6 separate regions of the Mus musculus genome follow, and regions 1, 2, 3, 4 and 6 are each linked to region 5. Evidence: chromatin contacts called from public HiChIP or PLAC-seq and promoter capture Hi-C data. All regions are on one chromosome and are shown on one strand. Each heading gives the region's core, a stretch centred on a gene start, on an enhancer-like site or on the middle of the called end of the contact. The rest is flanking DNA. Distances are from core to core; before and after follow the strand shown. Region 1 holds the start of Pym1 (PYM homolog 1, exon junction complex associated factor). Region 2 holds the start of Lrp1 (low density lipoprotein receptor-related protein 1). Region 3 holds the start of Stat6 (signal transducer and activator of transcription 6). Region 4 holds the start of Shmt2 (serine hydroxymethyltransferase 2 (mitochondrial)). Region 5 holds the start of Timeless (timeless circadian clock 1). Region 6 holds the start of Mars1 (methionine-tRNA synthetase 1).

What was found. Promoter capture Hi-C pulls out the DNA fragments that hold promoters and counts their contacts. HiChIP or PLAC-seq counts read pairs in DNA pulled down with a chosen protein or histone mark.
Region 1: a promoter capture Hi-C map of pre-B cells shows a contact between it and region 5, with 2.7 times the contacts expected there. The contact joins the promoter of Pym1 here to the promoter of Timeless in region 5. A contact is called at or near these places in 3 of 39 promoter capture datasets (the C10 cell line, neutrophils and pre-B cells), 2 of 484 Hi-C or Micro-C datasets (CD4 T cells and CD8 T cells) and 1 of 9 other capture datasets (adipose tissue).
Region 2: a contact with region 5 is called in an H3K27ac HiChIP or PLAC-seq map of extraembryonic endoderm stem cells, with 2.9 times the contacts expected there. The contact joins the promoter of Lrp1 here to the promoter of Timeless in region 5. A contact is called at or near these places in 3 of 39 promoter capture datasets (cranial neural crest, maxillary cranial neural crest and stem cell-derived epiblast-like cells), 8 of 115 datasets of contacts at active chromatin or transcription factors (bone marrow-derived macrophages, embryonic forebrain, embryonic hindbrain and 5 more) and 2 of 9 other capture datasets (liver and macrophages).
Region 3: a contact with region 5 is called in a promoter capture Hi-C map of pre-B cells, with 7 times the contacts expected there. The contact joins the promoter of Stat6 here to the promoter of Timeless in region 5. A contact is called at or near these places in 10 of 39 promoter capture datasets (the C10 cell line, the SN4741 cell line, cranial neural crest and 7 more), 1 of 484 Hi-C or Micro-C datasets (CD8 T cells), 8 of 115 datasets of contacts at active chromatin or transcription factors (the SCID.adh cell line, bone marrow-derived dendritic cells, bone marrow-derived macrophages and 3 more) and 3 of 9 other capture datasets (adipose tissue, liver and macrophages).
Region 4: a promoter capture Hi-C map of stem cell-derived epiblast-like cells shows a contact between it and region 5, with 2.0 times the contacts expected there. The contact joins the promoter of Shmt2 here to the promoter of Timeless in region 5. A contact is called at or near these places in 17 of 39 promoter capture datasets (the 3T3-L1 cell line, the C10 cell line, cranial neural crest and 8 more), 10 of 115 datasets of contacts at active chromatin or transcription factors (bone marrow-derived macrophages, craniofacial prominence, embryonic forebrain and 4 more) and 3 of 9 other capture datasets (liver, macrophages and pancreatic islet).
Region 6: an H3K27ac HiChIP or PLAC-seq map of embryonic stem cells shows a contact between it and region 5, with 8 times the contacts expected there. The contact joins the promoter of Mars1 here to the promoter of Timeless in region 5. A contact is called at or near these places in 8 of 39 promoter capture datasets (the C10 cell line, the SN4741 cell line, embryonic stem cells and 4 more), 1 of 484 Hi-C or Micro-C datasets (B cells), 4 of 115 datasets of contacts at active chromatin or transcription factors (acute myeloid leukemia, embryonic stem cells, stem cell-derived neural progenitor cells and 1 more) and 4 of 9 other capture datasets (adipose tissue, embryonic stem cells, macrophages and 1 more).

The regions. Positions count from the first base shown.
Region 1 is chr10:128,747,059-128,749,804 of GRCm38.p6, reverse strand. It overlaps Pym1 (PYM homolog 1, exon junction complex associated factor), which reads right to left and starts at 1,350. Exons shown (of 3, transcript NM_001170869.2): 1 at 1,239-1,350. The coding sequence starts at 1,272.
Region 2 is chr10:127,619,868-127,622,735 of GRCm38.p6, reverse strand. It overlaps Lrp1 (low density lipoprotein receptor-related protein 1), which reads left to right and starts at 1,588. Exons shown (of 89, transcript NM_008512.2): 1 at 1,588-2,118. The coding sequence starts at 2,049.
Region 3 is chr10:127,641,403-127,644,411 of GRCm38.p6, reverse strand. It overlaps Stat6 (signal transducer and activator of transcription 6), which reads right to left and starts at 1,426. Exons shown (of 22, transcript NM_009284.2): 1 at 1,163-1,426.
Region 4 is chr10:127,521,079-127,523,890 of GRCm38.p6, reverse strand. It overlaps Shmt2 (serine hydroxymethyltransferase 2 (mitochondrial)), which reads left to right and starts at 1,447. Exons shown (of 12, transcript NM_028230.4): 1 at 1,447-1,603; 2 at 2,776-2,812. The coding sequence starts at 1,571.
Region 5 is chr10:128,230,292-128,233,390 of GRCm38.p6, reverse strand. It overlaps Timeless (timeless circadian clock 1), which reads right to left and starts at 1,328. Exons shown (of 29, transcript NM_001164081.1): 1 at 1,216-1,328. It overlaps Mip (major intrinsic protein of lens fiber), which reads right to left. Exons shown (of 4, transcript NM_008600.5): 4 at 1,579-3,072. The coding sequence ends at 2,887. Gm26847 (a long non-coding RNA gene) reads left to right here and starts at 328. Exons shown (of 2, transcript XR_380941.4): 1 at 328-643; 2 at 736-2,801.
Region 6 is chr10:127,310,452-127,313,517 of GRCm38.p6, reverse strand. Mars1 (methionine-tRNA synthetase 1) reads left to right here and starts at 1,732. Exons shown (of 21, transcript NM_001003913.2): 1 at 1,732-1,997; 2 at 2,984-3,066. The coding sequence starts at 1,889. It also overlaps the pseudogene Gm6283.

The sequences.
Region 1 (2,746 bases), core at 101-2,600, 520 kb before region 5:
ATATAAAAAGAATAAGAAGGTACACATTAAAAGCTGCAAACTGCCTGTCATGGTATTAGACGCCTTTAATCCCACAACTTGGGAAGCAGAGGTAAGTGGATCTCTATGAGTTCAAGGCCAGCCTGGTCTACACAGTGAGCTCTAGGCCAGCCAGGGCCACATAGTGAGATCACATCTGGGGATTGGAGTGTTAAAGATGAAAGTTGCTTTTTAAAGGTTGGGCACAGTGGCTCATGCTTTTAATTTTAATAAGGAACATTTAAAGCAAACCAAGAAGCATAAATGGCACATTTTAAAACACACCGTGCATTACCGCACAATCACAGGATCACTTCTACAAAACCCTAGTCACATATGAAGACCAAGATGAAGGCTACAAAAACAGTCACCGGGTACTTGCACTACGTCTTCCAAATATCTATTTGATCATCTCGAAGTCAATATTGCACATTATCCTAAAGACAAGGCAACTACAAACAAGACAAAAACATAAAACCGATTCTCAGCTTCACACACAAACAGCTGACTTCCAACATTTCAGACAGCTCGACTGAAGTGCTACTCAACCTTTAAGAAATCATGGGGTTCTATCAATTATCAAAGACGTTGAGAGAAAGGCCAGTAGATACTTTCCTGTTTGTTTTCTCCCACTTTAAATGGAAAACTCCACCAAGGAGAAAAGTCAAGTTGAAAGTTAAATTCCTCTTCCCTTCACACGTCTGGATTTCAGTGACACCCACCCCCACCCCCACCCAATGAAGATGGGGCAAAGAGTGAAGAAGAAAGCACTATGTAGCAATGAGATCATCAGCAGACACAGCCCGGAGAGAAAGAATGAAAACAGGGAAGGGTAGAGAGCAGGTACAACAGTAAGAAATGGGGGAGGGAGAAAGGGGGTTGGAATTGGAGGGAACTGAGCACAGGAGCCCATAATGCTGGAGAACCTTGCAAAGGTACGGGACTCCAACAGCTAGAAAGAGCTGAAGCGCCTAAGGGTCCCGGAGCAGGGGACATTGGAGGACCCCAGGGTTTGGGAGACCGGAAGCAGAGACCCCCCCCAAAAAACACGAGACCAGAAGGGGGCGCAGGTAACAACCCAAAAGGAATGAATGGGGAAGGCGGTACGGGGGCGTGGCAAAGGAGGAGCCCCGGGATGGGCGTGGCACAAACCCTTTTCCAAGTCCGAACCCCTAACCCAAGAATCCCGGGAGAGGCGGCTCCGCGATCCCCGCACTCACCGCCGGTCTCGTCAGTTACATAGGGAGTCGCCATCTTGAGAACCCGAACCACTTCCGGCGTGAGCGGGCTGGGGTCCCGCCCCCCTCCCCGCCGGAAGTGGAGTCCTCATCCTAGCAAGCCACCATTTTAATCTTAAAGAGAGACTGCACCATTTCTCTGACGCGGGAGGCGGAAAAGGCGAGTGTAAGACGCTCACAGTCATGGGCTCTTAGACTACCACCGACGCCACTGTTGACCTCCTGATGTATATAAAACAATCCCTAGGGCTCGGAGAGAAGTTTGGGCATAAGCCTTATCCCAGACAGTCCTCGCAGGCTCAAGGCCCACCGGGACCCAGCAGGAAAGCTGGTAAAAGAGGAAAGGAATATGCAAGGCCCCTCGCCTGCACCAAACCCTAGGGCGCGTGTTGGCATGGGCAAAGAAGCCCCAGGGATACACGAAAACCCGGGCTAACACTTAAAAGTGGGCAGGTCTACTCGGCACGCCGACCACTCTCGGCCGCCCAGGTTAACTGATCAGAGACCTACGAAGGGGTGCGCAAAGATCGGCGCACTGCGAGTCGGTCACCTGTCCCCGTGGCCTCGGGGGTGCTGGCGGTTTCCATGACTGAACTGGGGCGGGCAGCCCTGGGGATTCAGCGGCCGGCGAGGTAACTTCTTGGCCTGCTGCTCAGTACTGGATCCTCTCGGGTCAGAGGGCACGGGGTGAAGGCTTTTGGGGCGGACCCAGTCAGTATTCTAATTAGCCGCGCCCCACACTTCGGATTAGCTTTGGCTACCGCGAGCAGTTCCACCCTTAAATCTACCGGGACAGTGAGGCCACTCCCTTTGTTAGGTTGTGCCTTGTTCTTGGAAGGAGCGCCAAAGCCCGGTCCGGTCCCTCCCCTCCTCCATCAGCAATTTAGTTCCTCTGGGGCTAAATCCTGTTAAACTTGTTTCCTCTTCTGTCAGGAAGGTGCTGGCTCAAGCTCCTCTCCTCAGGTGTCTGCCCTCCTCCTACAAAGCTTTTTCCTTAACTCTTTCACCCTCTTCTATTGCCCAACTTTGGCTTACACTAACGTCCAACAGTGCCTCTCAAATTGAGAAGTGGGGAAATATTAGTACTTCAGTAGTAGACAATATGTTCTACTTTAAAACAAAACAACCGAGCAGTGGTGGCGCACGCCTTTAATCCCAGTGGAGGCAGAGGGAGGAGGATTTCTGAGTTCGAGGCCAGTCTGGTCTACAGAGTGAGTTCCAGGACAGCCAGGACTACACAGAGAAACCCTGTCTCGAAAAACCAAAAAAAAAAAAAAAAAAAAAAACCAAAAGGAAAAAAAAAAAAAAAAAAAAGAAACAAAACAGGCTAATAAGAACCTCAACTAAGTTTTCAAAAGCTCACACATTGTCCTCCTTGCAATTCTCCCAGCTTTAACCTCTCTCCTTTCAATTCAAGTCTCAAAATGACTTTAATGCTATTTGCATGCACTACATGTTTTTACACGTGTATACTTCTTTCTTTTCTTTTC
Region 2 (2,868 bases), core at 339-2,838, 610 kb after region 5:
AAAAAAAAAAAAAAAAAAAAGGAGGAGGAGGAGGAACAGGAGGAGGAGGAACAGGAGGAGGAGGAAGAAGAGGAAGAAGAAGAGGAGGAGGAGAAGGAAGAGGAGGAGGAGGAAACCTTCAGTATATTTCAAAAGGAAGAAAGACATCAGGCCTCTACTTGAGCACAGGCTGGAAACTGGACGGAGGAAAGATGGATCCTGAGAGTCCAGCCTGGGAGACTATACAGTTAGCCTGTCCGTGAGCCGCATAAGCTCTCATTGAAGAAAGGCTCTCAGTCATTAATGGACAAGTCTATTTTCTGCCAGTGACAGGCTGGAGTGTGTGTGGGGGTCACTCCTGTGGAGTTAGTGTACTGGTCCCTGGTCTTTAAAGTTCATCTCTAGCCAGGGATGTCGCCTGCTGAGCTTTCCAGAACTTTCACTTCAGGTCACAGAGAAAGTCAGACACTAAGGGTTACAGTCTTCAAACGTCGCCCACAAGAGGGCAGTGGCCGGAAGCACGTTCGCCGGCCCTAGGAACCGCCCGATGCTTTCTGGACTCCAGAGTACCGTTCCCAAACCGACTGAGACTGGGGACAAAGGTCCGGCACTCAGCACACAGCCCCCTAGGACTGGTGTCTGGTAGCGGAGCTCTGGAGTCCTTCATTCCAACTCCCTGTAGTTTGGCATCTGAAACCCTGACTTGGTGGGAGGCCAGTCAGAAGGTATCAAAAACAAAACAAACAAACAAAAAAAAAATCGAGCCTGACCTCTCAGGGCGAAAGGGGATGGCTCTACCCCAACCCCACCCTCTGGTGAGTCACCTCTCTCCAAACCAGAGCCTGCCTCTCCTGCGCCCCGTGCCAGGCGAGCAGGGCTGGGCGGGTACTAAGGTGGGCTCCATCCCTGAGCCCAAGGCGGGCCGACAAGCTGCAGCGTGTCCCCGCGGGTGTCCCTGTTTACTCTGAGCCCTGGAGCGAGGTGGGGGCGGGTCCATGTGGCCACTCCTTCACTCCGCCTCCTGAGGACGCAGGCCCCAATCCCAGACCGGTTCTTACAAAGTCTCCAAATCAAAGCTCAGCCTTTCCCGCACCTTCCCGGCGGACCGGCCACCCCTGCCCCCACCCTAGGCTAGGGAGGCACTGTCTGGGTTTCCCCAAGGAAATCAGGCCTCCGCCTAGACAGCGGCTCGGGACCCCACTGAGGGGATCTGAAATCCTGGGGTGTGACATAGAGTTTTAAAGAGGCACTAGAGCGCAGCTCTCCTTGCCCCTTACCCCATTCCCACCCTTGGCTCTACCGGCTCTAGGGAGCGCTGGGATGAGGTAGACGCAGTTAGAGGACAGGGTGCCCGGGGACTCCCACTCTCGGACCGCTTCCCAGAACTCCAAAGCTTGTAGCGCCTCCGACTCCCCCTCCCCAGGGCAGCGCGCCAAATCAGCGCATGCGCACTGTCAGGATTGCCGCGTAGCTCTTTCTCCCCCCCCCCCCACCTCTTTTTTTCTTTCCCCGCCCCTTCCCTCCTTCCCTCCTCTCCCTGTCCCCTCCCTCTCCCCTCTGAACACCCCCCTCCCTCCTCCCCCCCACCCCCCCCCCCCGCGGCACTTCAGTCAGGGGAGCAGCGGTGCGAGCTCCAGGCCAGTGCACTGAGGAGGCGGAAACGGGGGAGCCCCTAGTGCTCCATCAGGCCCCTACCAAGGCACCCCCATCGGGTCCACGCCCCCCACCCCCCACCCCGCCTCCTCCCAATTGTGCATTTTTGCAGCCAGAGGCGGCTCCGAGATGGGGCTGTGAGCTTCGCCCTGGGAGGGGGAGAGGAGCGAGGAGTAAAGCAGGGGTGAAGGGTTCGAATTTGGGGGCAGGGGGCGCACCCGCGTCAGCAGGCCCTTCCCAGGGGGCTCGGAACTGTACCATTTCACCTATGCCCCTGGTTCGCTTTGCTTAAGGAAAGGATAAGAATAGAAGAGTCGGGGAGAGGAAGATAAAGGGGGACCCCCCAATTGGGGGGGGCGAGGACAAGAAGTAACAGGACCAGAGGGTGGGGGCTGCTGTTTGCATCGGCCCACACCATGCTGACCCCGCCGTTGCTGCTGCTGCTGCCGCTGCTTTCAGCTCTGGTCTCCGGGGCCACTATGGATGGTGAGTGAGATTCCGGCGGCCCCCATGGACCCCTGGGGGCTCCCCCTCCCCAACCCCCACTCCTGCGTCTGGATGGGGAAGGGAGACGCGGGAGGGGGTGCCTTTTGTTATCCCAGTCCAGCTGACACAGCAGAGGCCTGACTGGGGGCGGGGATGGGGTCTGATTTGGGGGATGGGAGCCTGGGACAAATGATGCTTCCAGGGCCCCCCAGCTCAGACAAAGACCAGAGGCCTGGGTAGGAAAAGAGGGCTCCCCCTTTTTCTGATCTTGGGATTAAGAGGCCTTCTCTTCCTATCTCTGGTACGGGAGGGCCTCTGCCTCCCCTACATCCTCCACCCTCCCGCCCCCCCACCCCCATCTGAATTGTGAAGGAATCCGGATTTGCTGTGTACCGCTGCAAAAGGGGGCGGAGGGCCTTTTGCAGTGGACTCTGAAGGCTGGAAGGCAAAGCCGGCTAGGGGTGCCCTGCTGGCCAAAGGGCAGGCAGGCCGAGAAAGCTGTGGGTGGGGATAGGCAGGGCCCCCTGTTTGGGTGTGGAATGAGCCCTGCATCCCAGGCATGGAGGCCCGGGTCCAGAATCCTGGGCTGCCTGCCTGGGTTCCGAAGTGAGCAGCTCCCCGCTGAGGGCCTCAGTCAGGAGCCCGGTTGAGGGATGGAGGGGTCTGGTGACGCTTATGGCTGGCTTTCCCTTCTTAATTCCTGGGAGCTTTAAGATGAGAGGAAAAACGTCAGATGTCATCATTCTGGAA
Region 3 (3,009 bases), core at 177-2,676, 590 kb after region 5:
TGCTCTAAAACTGTCTACCCCGTTGGGTGGGGCATCCCGAAGAGTCACATTTGTCTTATTTTCAAATTTAAGAGAGGATTCTGTTCCCTTTTCCTCCCAGTCTCTGGAATGTTCGGATTCCAGACCTTTGGCCCTATCCTTACCCTACTGGGGACTGGGACCGCCAAGCCAGGAACAGCTCCAATTTCCTCTAAATCTCCCTGTAGAGTGACTCAAGTCTCATCCTTCCCCCACCCCAGACGCCATTAAGCCATATTTTTCTCCTGAGCTGCCGGTAACGTTGCAGGGTCTATAGGTCGGGCTAGGACAAGGACCGTCCTTTCTTGAGATCAGTCCCCTAGGGTGGGAAGGCGGAGCTACACTTCAAGAGGCGGGGCGAGCTTTCCCTTCCAGGCTCCCCCTCCCCGCCGTAGGGGAAGCCCGACAACCTAGAAGCTTCTTCGTAAGCTTGGTGGCCTAAATCTATCCCCTCCACTCCCGCATTCCGAGTCCGCTGGCCGTGTGACCCCAATATCAAAAGTCAAGGGCTTCCCTGAGTTGTCCAATGTGCGTGTATATATGACGGTGGCGGCGCTGGTGGGGGTGGGAAAGGGTGGGAGGAGGTGGAGCCAGGTCAGCATGAGGAGGGTTAACCCCCAGCCGGCTGCCCTCCACGGGGAAATCTCAGGGTTTACTGCGGCCAAAAAAGTGAGGGGGAAAGTCCCCCTCCTCTGGGGCACCATGAGATCTACATCTGGGTCTCTCTCACCCTCCAGCCACACCCTGAGTAGGAACCTTTAGCGGGCAGCAGCTAGGGGTTGGACAGGCTCGGGGACCCTGGAGCATCAACTTCTAGGGAAAGGCAGCCATGTCCCCCAACCCAGAGAACCTTTCTTCTCCTCTGCCCAGCGACTGTCCCAAGACCCAGGAGGCGCAGGGCTGAGGATTGGGGAAAGTGACGCGACACGTTGGGGACCGGAATGTGGAGGCCTGTACCCACCCGAGTCCTTCGAAAGTTGGAAACTGCCAAAACCCAGTGCCGTCAGCTAACCCCAGATGAAACTATTTTCAGGGGACCAACTGCCCCGCCCAGGGGGGAGGATCCGAGAGGCCCCGAAAATCCATCCCTCGTGGTTCGTCAAAGCCCCCCCATAACCTTCCCTACTCGCAGACGTCCCCTCACCTCAGCAGCCCCGCTGCTATCTTCTCCCTCTCTCAGAGGGCACTACCAAGCCCCATGGGTCTGTAGGTCTGTCCAGCGGGTCCTGGGCTGGCCCTAAAAACTCAATGTGTACAGACACACACACACATATGCACACAGGCACGCGCGCACACGCTCGAGCGCGCGCACACACACACAAACACACACACAGGCACGCACGCACTCGTCTCCGGGCCTTCTTCACTGTAAACCCTGGCTGCCCCGGCCTGCTGTTTCCGGCTTCTCTGTCTGCCCAGGTCCCTCCCTGGCGCTCTGACGACACAGAGAAGAGAAAGTGGGCTGGAGGAGGAAGAGGAAGAAAGTGGGGTGAACCTGTATGTACCCGGTGGGGAAGCACGTAGTGGGGAGGGCAAAGCTGGAGCTCCATTGAACCACACTGGAGGGAGGCTGACCTTTACTCTAATCCCCTTAGCACTGATCCATTCCCCACTCCTCGGAAAAGTCACCTAATATCTGGCAGAGGCATGCCACCCCGAACTGCCTAGCTACCACACAAACTTTCTCCGGGCCAGAGATTGGGACCTCGGGGAACTGTGCTATGGGACATCTGGGTTGTGTGCGTCCTCCAGTGGAGGACCCTGAAAAACAGCTGGGAGCCCGAGGCCCCTGCACAATTAGGCTCACCTCCTTCCAAGGCAGGAACGCCTTAGAAGTCCCGTGATACTGTAGGGAGGAAGTGGGGGAGGGGAACCCTTAGCTCAGAATTCTGGAAGTCTCCGGGAGTCCCTTGGAGGAAAAGGAATTCATTCGGGGATACCACGTCCCAAACCCTAGTGATAGCCACTGAGGGCTGCCAGGGTGCCAAGTTTGAATGTGAATATGCTGTGCAACCTTGGCAAAGTTCCTATCTGTTTCTGAGGTAAACACTGAGACACACCCCAAAACAAATATGTGCAATTTCCCTGGCCACAAGAAAACACACACACACACACACACACGCATACACACACACATACACACACGCACACGCGCGTGTCTGAGCTTTACACATGTAGCAGCAGGCTCTCACACATGACAGCCCTCAGAGCCTCTTAGAGTCACACACACACACACACACACACACACACGCCCCTTGTTCAGCCTCTGAATCACCATCATAACCAGAGGACTGTCCTGTAGTTTTTGTTGGGGAGGATAACAAAAGGCCAAACCTGAAAGTCGAGTGTATGGAGGGATAGTCTGAGGGTGGCTGTGTCAAGTTGGAATTTTGGCTTTCCATTGCCTTTCAGGGCTGGGCTGAAAGAGCAAAAGCCAGGCTTCTGGCGCCCCCTGGTGCCTGAGCTGATTCCTCCACTGCACATCCGTGGGCACTGTACACAGTGCAAACTTAGATCCACCCAGGTGCCAGAGCAAACTGTACATGTACATATAATATAATCATGGACTCTGAGCAAGACCTATTTGTGTTCAAGTCCTGCCAAAGATGCTAACTGCAGAATTGGCTGGTTCATTATCTGTAGGACGGAGCACGCAGAGTGGCTTAAGCTGTGGGGTTGTGAGAATAGAATATACTGATACATAAAGGCTCAGAGGAACTCTGGTCACCTAGTAAACAGCAAGCAGGAGGTACTTTTGTTGTTGTTGTTGTTGCTCAGCTACTTGGTTGGACTGTGGTTGTTGATGCTGTTGTTGAGACAAAGGGTCATGTAGCCCAGGATGGCCTTGAAATTGCCTAGTAACCAAGGACAAACTTTAACTTCACCTCCCAAGTACCAGGCTTAGAAATATGCAACAAACAGCAAGAGGGCTTGTGATGCTAAGAACTGAACCCAGGGCTTTTTGCATGTCAGGCAAGGATGCTACCAAAT
Region 4 (2,812 bases), core at 198-2,697, 710 kb after region 5:
TACACAGAGAGTTCCAAGACAGCTAGTGATATACAGTGGAACCCTGTCTCCAAAAACCAAAAAACAACTCCACCCCACCTCCCCCCAAAAAAACTGAACCCAAAAACCACCACCAAAACCTGACTCACAGGGCTATGTCTCTGTCTCTGTCTCCCTCCTTCCCTCCATCCATCCCTCCCCCCTCCCTTCCCCCCTTCCCCCCCTCCCTCCCTCCCTCCCTCCCTCCCTCCCTCCCTCCCTCCCTCTTATCTGGGTATAAGAGAACAAAGTGAAGTGTTTCGTGTTGTCTGGGTCACTATTAGTGAGCCCCTTGTGTCTCCAGGGCTAAGGCATGGCTAAATGTCTACTGAATGAGTAAAGGTATAAAATGGCTATCAGAGGCCAATGGTTCTCAAAACCACTGCTTCCTGGAATCCCCAAGAGGTTTGGTTGTGTGTCTCTGAGCAGAGGCCTTAAGAAGATGTCCTCAAGCGGTGGTGGCGCACGCCTTTAATCCCAGCACTCAGGAGGCAGAGGCCAGCAGATTTCTGAGTCCGAGGCCAGCCTAGTCTACAGAGTGAGTTCCAGGATAGCCAGGGCTACACAGAGAAACCCTGTCTCAAAAAACAAAAACAAAAAACAAAAACAAAAACAAAAAAACAAAACACAAAACAAAACAACCCCCCCCCCAAAAAAAACAAAAACAAAAAAAGAAGTGGGCGACTGCTGGGGAGTAAGGGAGATGTAAATAAGAAACGAATGCAAACCGTGTGAGAAGAGGAGGGATGGCTACTCTGCTCTCACCTGACAGCTGGATAGACACAGAGGAGGCAGGCTGTGAGTCAGGGGAAGAGGACAACCCACCGGAGCCAGCGTCCGAATGCGAAGTTTCATTTAATCCCTTCTACAAGCTCTTTGTGTTGGAGTGGGCAAAGTGTGACAGGCTCATCTGAGGTCCACTGTCCTCTAACTTCACATGTAGCTGAGGCTACTAGCCTTGACCTTTCAATCTCTCTGTCTCCACTTCCCTAGTACTGGAATGACAATGTCATGGTTTAACATTGGAAGAAACGGAGGACTTTGTGTTGTAATCCTAAAGCAAGGATTTGAGTCTTTTACCCTTTCAAACTATATCTGCTTTCACTGTGTGTATTTATCTTCTAAATATGTTTTAAATCTCCCTGAGAACCATATGCTAGATATGCTTGGTAGGCATAAACCACACGAAAATAAACAAACAAACAAACAAACCAAAAAGCGCTTGCCTGGAAAACCGGAAGGAAAAACAAAACAGAAACTCTGAAGAGCTTCAAGAAAGGACATGGAGGAGCTTTAAGTCTAAGAACTTTTCAGGCAAAGCTCTCCATACCGGGACTTGTATAGATGGGAAAGAGCAAAGTAAAAAACTACAATTCCCAGAAGGCAATTTTTTAAAAAAACCCAGTACTGCGCATGCGCAGGGAACGCCTCTTTCACTCGAACTTCACGGGGGCAATTTTCTCGCGCACGCGTTCTAAGAGCAGCTGGTTTTCGACCCCGGTACTACACCGATACAGAGTTAGTGGCTAGTCCTCCTGTGCCTCCTGTAGCGATGGTATCCTTCTCTTTGCTTCGGACCACTCGGGTAAGAACAGGGTTCTGTTTACTGGATGATCAGTGGAAAGGCCCACCCAAAGTGGGGTTCTCCTGGCTCCTTGCTGCACGTGTTCTGGGGCCTCGGGGAACAGATGCTTAACCAGGAAATCCCTGAGACAGCACATGTGCGGTGGCTGGGCCCCTAGTTCTGGCGATCAGACGACCTAGGTAGGGTCTTGTAGTCACCCAGTTGACACGACTCTTAAGGTAAAGGTCCGCAGACGCTGTGTTAACAATATCCTAGCAAACAAGTGGGGTTCCCGGCTTCGATGCGCTAGTTGAATTTTTCCCGCCAGCTCTGAGCTATGGAGATGATGCAACCGAGCCTCAGTACTTTCATCACGCAAGGGTCCTGCTGCTGTGTGGGCAGGAAGGAGGTAGCGAGGTGCTGTGTGTGTGTGTCTGTGAGTGTGAGATAAAATTAAGATTTTGGGCAAACACCTTCAGCCTACCCCAACTCCCGCCAGTACACAACTCTTTCCAAGAACTGCTTAAAAGTCTATCCTCCTACTTTTTAAAGGTTGCTCTGGAAACCACCCTTTAAAAGCCTCTGGTGTTAAGCCCTGTTAGCTTGGTATCTTCTCTCATGGAGGTATTCATGTCCGGAGGCCCTGCAGGAAGTCCACCTCTTATGTTTATGAATATTTTAACTGCACTGTGTGTGCACTGCGTGCATGCCTGGGTACCCACAGAGGTCAGAGGAGGGCATCAGATCTCTTGGAACTGGAGTTACAGATGGTTGTTAGCTGTTTTGTGGGTGCTGGAAGATGAACCGCTGTCCCCCACAAGAGCAGCCAGGACCTTAGGATGGTCATTTTGTTCCTGTGTGTGGGGAGACTCTGGAATCGCAGTGTCTCTCACCTGAATTGGAGGGACATGGGCTTCTGGGGCACAAGCTTTGCTCTGTGACTTTGCAGAGTCACTCAGGGTGATTAGGGATGCGTTGTGTTAGAGTTGACCAAAACTGCCCTTTGGATAATGATCTGAACCTTTGACTCTAGAACTTGCTATTCAAGATGAAAGTGGGGGTAGAGAGCACTGACTGCTGGCCGGACCAGGCTGCGTACTTAGCCAGAGGGCTCGATCTGTACCCATGACTGAGGGCAGCTGGGAGAAGAGATCTGGACAATTTTTAATTAACCCTGGCCTTTCTGCCCTGAGCCTCTGCAGAGATGTGGTCAGCTGGTCTGCATGGCTG
Region 5 (3,099 bases), core at 79-2,578:
TGCTCCATCACACAAAAAAAATTAAACAGAAACTCTTTTATTTATTTATGTTTCCCCCAACTTTGGGGCAAAGTTAGTCCATGTACTCCTGACTGTCCTAGAAATCAGTATGTAGACCAGGCTGGTCTCAAACTCACAAAGATCCTCCTGCTGTGATAAAGGTGTGCTCCACCATGCCAGGGTCTGCTTTTAATCATGTTACCATGAAGGGCTGAAACTCCTACTGCAAGCTCCTTTCCCCCAGTGAGTCTGAAGCTAGCCTGGTCTACACAGAGAATTCCAGCCCAGCCAGGACTGAGACCCTGTCCTTTTATTTATGATTCATCTTTCTGTGTGTTCCTGTTCATGGGATTCAGTTCTCTCCTTCCACCATGAGGGCCCCTAAGACTTCATTCAAATCCTCAGGCTGGTAACAAGCAACCCAACCTGCTGAGGCTTTGTCTGTGGGGTAACTAGCTTGGAGGGCTGGATAAACTGAATTACTGGAATTTAGGGCAACTGCACTTAAGTGACAAGAACTCTCCAGCAGAGGGAGTTCAAGTACCTTGAGGTACGAGCGGACGCGAAGCAAACACATCCTTTCCCTGAGGTTGGAAGTCAAACTGGATGAGAAAAATGTCAGGGACGCAAGACACCCACCTGGGTAAGCAAAACCGTACGCGACCAAAATGGGGTTTCAAAGTAAATGTAAAACCACGGGCTTCAGTTTTTTTGATTTTTGTTTTCCAAAACAAGGTTCTAGTGACAGCATCAAAGACAAAGAAATGACACTCCAGGAAAGAAGCTTAACTAATGGCTCTTGTCCTAGCTGACACCCCTAGAGGTTGTGTCCTTCTTAGGCAAGAGGATCGAACCAGGCCTATGAAGACCCCAAAGCCTGAGAATCCTGGCTCCTGACGACCTCCAGGCCACTGTGTCTTCGGGTCTGGACTGCAGAAGGGTTCTGTTCTACTCTCGGAACTCGAAGATCCTGGCCTCACCGTCCCTTCCCTAGCCCGAGCTCGGGGTGTGCAGAGACCCGCGAAAACCCGGCAGGTCTCCGGCGCGCTCGCCCGGGAGCAGGATCAGAACGCGCGTGCGCGCCGGGAGCCCCGCCCCCGCCCTTCAACCGCGCGGCGGGAAAGTAGCCGCTCACTGCTCCGCTGCTCGCCGCCCCGCCGTCCCACCACCTCAGGGACGCCCGTTGTCGGTCCTGGGTCCTCCGGACACACTCACCCGCTCTCCGCGAGTCCTCTGAAGCCTCGCAGAGCCTGAGGCCCTGAGGTGCGGGGTCGCAGCCTTTCCCGCCACTCGGCTGAGAGCGACCAGTCTGCGCCTGCGCGGGCGGGGGCGGGGCGGGGCGGGGCGGGGCGGGGCGGGCAGAGCCACTTGACTCTAGACGAGAGAGGGAGGATTGGATAAAGAAGGGAAACCCAAAAGGACTGTTTTATGTGAGTCGGGCATCTGCGTTAAAGTAAAAAACCAAAACGCTATGGGTTTTCTACTGAATTATAATAAGAATCAAGATCGAATTAAGGGAGAATTTACAGACGTACTTCCCCTTCCAGTCCAGTGGACTATTCCAAAGTCTTAAATGGCTAGTTAGAAAAGATGTGTTTTATTTGGGAGGAAGTGGAGAGTTTGATGTTTGGGGTGGAGTTTTGGGTTGTCTGTCTTCTTACAGGCATATGTTTTAAAGCTGGCAAGGTATATACAGGAAGCTCAGAATAGAAAGATCTGAAATAAATATTCCTTGTTCGTTCAGGGTCACCTGCGCCCCTGTTGAGACGATGCTGTTTTACGAACAAATACAAGATAGGGCTCCAAAAGAAAAAAAAAAAATCATCTCTGAATTAAGCGTTTAGATTGAGGAGATCGATATCTGGGTCATGAGGGAGAGTTAGCAGAAAGGATAGCCGAGAGAAAAGTGAAAAGACATACAAAAATAAAAGACTATGGAGCTAGTGATAAAAGTACAGAGATGCCATTTGCAAAGTTCAGTTTGCTCTAAATGAATCTTCCCCCACCCACTCACCCCACCCCCGTCTTGCCCCTCAACTCCTGTAAATTTGCTTCAGACACCAGATTTCCTGTTTTAGCCTCAGAGAGCAATTCTGGGCTTCAGCACCTTCTGTCTGGGGCTATTAGGCAGGGCCTTTTAAACTTGCCTAACCCCTGTTTCTATTGGAAGGTCCGTGGCTCAAGGCTTCTGAACACACAGCCCAGCCGGTGGATGTAGGCAGGCTTATGTGGCTTTACAGAACAACTCAAGGCCCGTGTTTACTTTTCTCTGGGATGAGCATCCATGAGATCCGTAGCCTATAGTCTCCCATTAACTCCCTCAAAACTTAGGTACACTTGTGTGGTGATCTGGAAATAAAATCTTGGATTCCTCTCCCACCAGACCTCCTAACCCCTGGAATGCCTTCCCTCCTCCTTTCTTTCTGCTGTCTGCTTCCTGAGAGGAACGACACCCCACCCACCCCCGTGACCCTTCAAAAATCAAGGTGCATATACTTGAATGGAAGCAGGGTAAAGGCCAGAAACTCGGGTTCCCTGTGCTCACCAAACTGGGGTGGGAAATGACATACATGTTGACACCTCTTTCCCCTCCCCTAGCTTCTGTGCCCGCAAACTCAGACACGGCCACACGCACCCACATTCATATGAACAGTCGTGCACACACGGCGAGGGTAGCTGGAGCGGGGAGGAAGGGAAGTTTGCACTAACCAGTCGTGAATGCAACTTGAAAGATTTCACACAGCAAAAGGGGGAAAAAAATGAAAAACGTAAGTTAAAAAATAAAGAAGTACATGACCCTCCCCACAGTCTCTTTCTTCATCCAAGGGCCGGTTTGGCCCTCCCTGAAACCCAGCGGCTTTCTGCGGCTCTCTCCAACTGGAGCTTTTACAGGGCCTGAGTCTTCAGTTCGACAGGTTCCCCTGTACCCTCTGGCTGTCCATTGGAGTCACTGGGTCTGGCTCCCTTCAGGATAGACAGTCTCTCAGAAACACTCTTGAGCCGGGGGAAGAGGAGAAAGTCATAGAGTAGGCTGCCCAGGCCCCCTCCGATGATCGGGCCCACCCAGTACACCTGTGGGAAGAGAGGAGGCATGCTCAG
Region 6 (3,066 bases), core at 483-2,982, 920 kb after region 5:
AGAGGGGCAGAGATGATGACCCTTTGGCCCCACCCTTCAAGTGGGCCCCAGCCTTCTCCATGGTGGTGAAGACACCAGTAGACCCCACAACATACTCAGCACCGGCATCACCACATTTGATGTTAGTGGGATCTCTTCCCAGAAGATAGTGATGGGCTTCCCGTTGATGACAAGCTTCCCTTTCTCAGCCTTGACCATGCCATTGAACTTGCTATGAGTAGAGTCATACTGGAATATGTAGACCATGTAGTTGAGGTCCATAAATGGGTTGTTGATGGCAATCTCCACTTTGCCAACTGCAGAGCAGAAGGCAGCCCTGGTAACCAGGCACCCATTACGGCCAAATCCATTCACACCGACCTTCACCATCCTGTCTACAGGACGAGGCTGGCACTGTATGAGAAGAGCCTCATACTTTTTTTTTTTAAAGATAAGATATCCCTTTGCATGTGTTTATTTGGCTTTGTTGCGAAATCTCTCACTTCCCCCTCAATTTGACCTTTTGTAGCATAACTCTCATCTCCCTTTGCTGTGATTGTCTAGCTATATGTAAATGGAAGACTAGTGCATTTTCACTTTTATGTCAGGGCTTGCTTGGTTTATTTTTGTTTTTTTTTAATGTGTATCAAGGTCTTGCCTGCAAGTTGAGTGTACTATTTTTGGGCAGGTCTATGGAGGCCAGAAGAGGCACTAGTGTTACAGAAGGTTGTGATCTGCCTGTCATGTGTGTGCTTGGATGAGCATCAAGTGCTCCCGAACCAGAGTTATCTCTAAACCCCTTATTTTTAATTAAGAACAAAATAAAACAAAACAAAAACCACACACTTTTTTTTTTTGAGACTAGGTTTATAAAGACCAGGATAGCTTTGAACTCAAAGAGATCCAACTGCCTTCGCCTTCTGAGTCCTGGAATTAAGGGAGTGTCCCACCACACCCAACTCCTTTTTCTTTTATTTGTAAGGGGTTTCGAGTGCAGGGAGGTCTCTGCACCACATGCATGCAGTAATCATGAAGACCAGAAGAGGGCGCATGATTCCCCTAGGACTCAAGTTACAGACAACTGTCAACCATGCAAATGGGTCAAAGGAGAGTCCAGGAAAAGGACAGCCTGGCCTGTGTTCTCCGCTGAGCCATCTTTCCAGGCTTCCTCACTGATTTACTGACAGATCCCTAGTAGCTTAGGCTGGCTTGCAATAGAGGATAACGTCGAATTTATGATAATTTTATCACCACCTCTTCAACGCTGGGATTACAGGAGTGGACACACCACCACACAGTGTTGTGTACCGGGGGTGAACCCAGCGGTTTGCACATGCTAAGCAAACGCTTACTAACTAAACTACATTCCCAATTCCTAAGTAATAAAGGTTCGCGAGCCACATCCTTTGTGGCTGATGGACAGCCACATTAATTTCCACGTTGACACTAAAGTTTGCTCACAGTTCCCCAACTGATTTTTAATCTTGTAGCTAAATGCATCGCCACGCTCTCGGACTACCCGCACACAAACCAATTAAAAACTCCGATCCTTAACAACTTGAATCGGCGCGTGCGATACCACTTCAACGACCAGTAAGGAATCAGAAAATGCCACCCATCGCGTCGTCTCCATCGGATCGCTTTACAGCGGCCGACTTCAACAGTTCAAAGGACCCTCTCGGAGCCGGCCGACCCAGAGTGCCACGCTAGCCCGCACCGTCAACTTCCGGGTCTCGTTGGTAACCATTTCCTGTTTCGTAATGGTGCGTGATGGGATGAGTAGTCGGCTTTCCTGGAGCCTACCGCGAGCGTCCGGCCGACACAGAACTCCATTTCCCGACGTGCCTTGCAGCTTAACCCAGGAGCGGGAGGCCGGTTCCGATTGCATCAGCGTGGGCTCCGAGGCACGATGAGACTGTTCGTGAGCGAGGGTTCCCCGGGGAGCCTGCCCGTGCTGGCTGCGGCCGCGAGGGCCCGGGGTCGGGCGGAGCTGCTCATCAGCACCGTAGGCCCCGAAGGTACTGGAGTGGCTGCCGGTGGGCGGCGGGTGAGGGGTGTTCATCTCACAGTTGTTTGCCAGGCTCCAGTGCCCGTTCCCCAATCGACTCAACGTTAACTTTAGTCACGCCAACCTTTGTTTCCGTAACCCTTCTGAAGTTAGTTCCCTTAGTTACCCTCACTGTACTCTTCAAACCTCGTTTTAAGTCTCCCCTCTGGTTAGTTTTCCAGGACCCACCTATCATGGCAACTCCCTCTCAGCCCGGTCACTCTCGCGATCACCTCCAACCTCCCGTGTCGTTTTGGGGAAGCCCCTTTCTCCTTCCAGGACCTCAGTACAGACATGTGCACACTCAGTCCTTGAAGTTTATTGCGTATTCCCAGACAACTTTTTTGGGTGACTTTCTAAGAGTTGTCTGGTCAGATCCTCCCTGACAGCTTGACTGCAGCACTATTCTATACCTCTCTGTAGACTCTACCTCTTGTTTGCAGTTGGCAGTCTCAACTGAACACTAGCTGGCCCCTCTAGCATATTCCACCACCACCCCTCCCCGGTTAGTGTTCTTACCTTCGAAACTGTAGATTGAAAACCCAGGCCTCCAGCACACAATGTGACGTCAAATCATTTCTTTTAAGATTTACTTATTTATTTAATGTATATATGAGTACACCGTAGCTGTACTGATGGTTGTGAGCCATCATGTGGTTGCTGGGAATTTGAATTCAGGACTTCTGCTGGCTCCTGTCAACCCCGCTTGCTCTGGTCAACCCCGCTTGCTCAGGCTGCGCCCCGCCTTATATCTAAGTACACTGCAGCTATCTTCAGATTTACTGGAGGAGGGTGTCAGATCTCATTACGGGTGGTTGTGAGCCACCATGTGGTTGCTGGAAATTGAACTCAGGACCTTCGGAAGGGCAGTCAGTGCTCTTTAACAGCCGAGCCATCTCTCCAGCCTCCTCATTTATTTTCTTACCCCTGATTTTCACCCATTTTCCTCTGTCTCAGAGTGTGTGGTACCATTCCTTACCCGGCCTAAGGTCCCTGTCTTGCAGCTGGATAGTGGCAACTACCTCTTCTCTGCTAGTGCA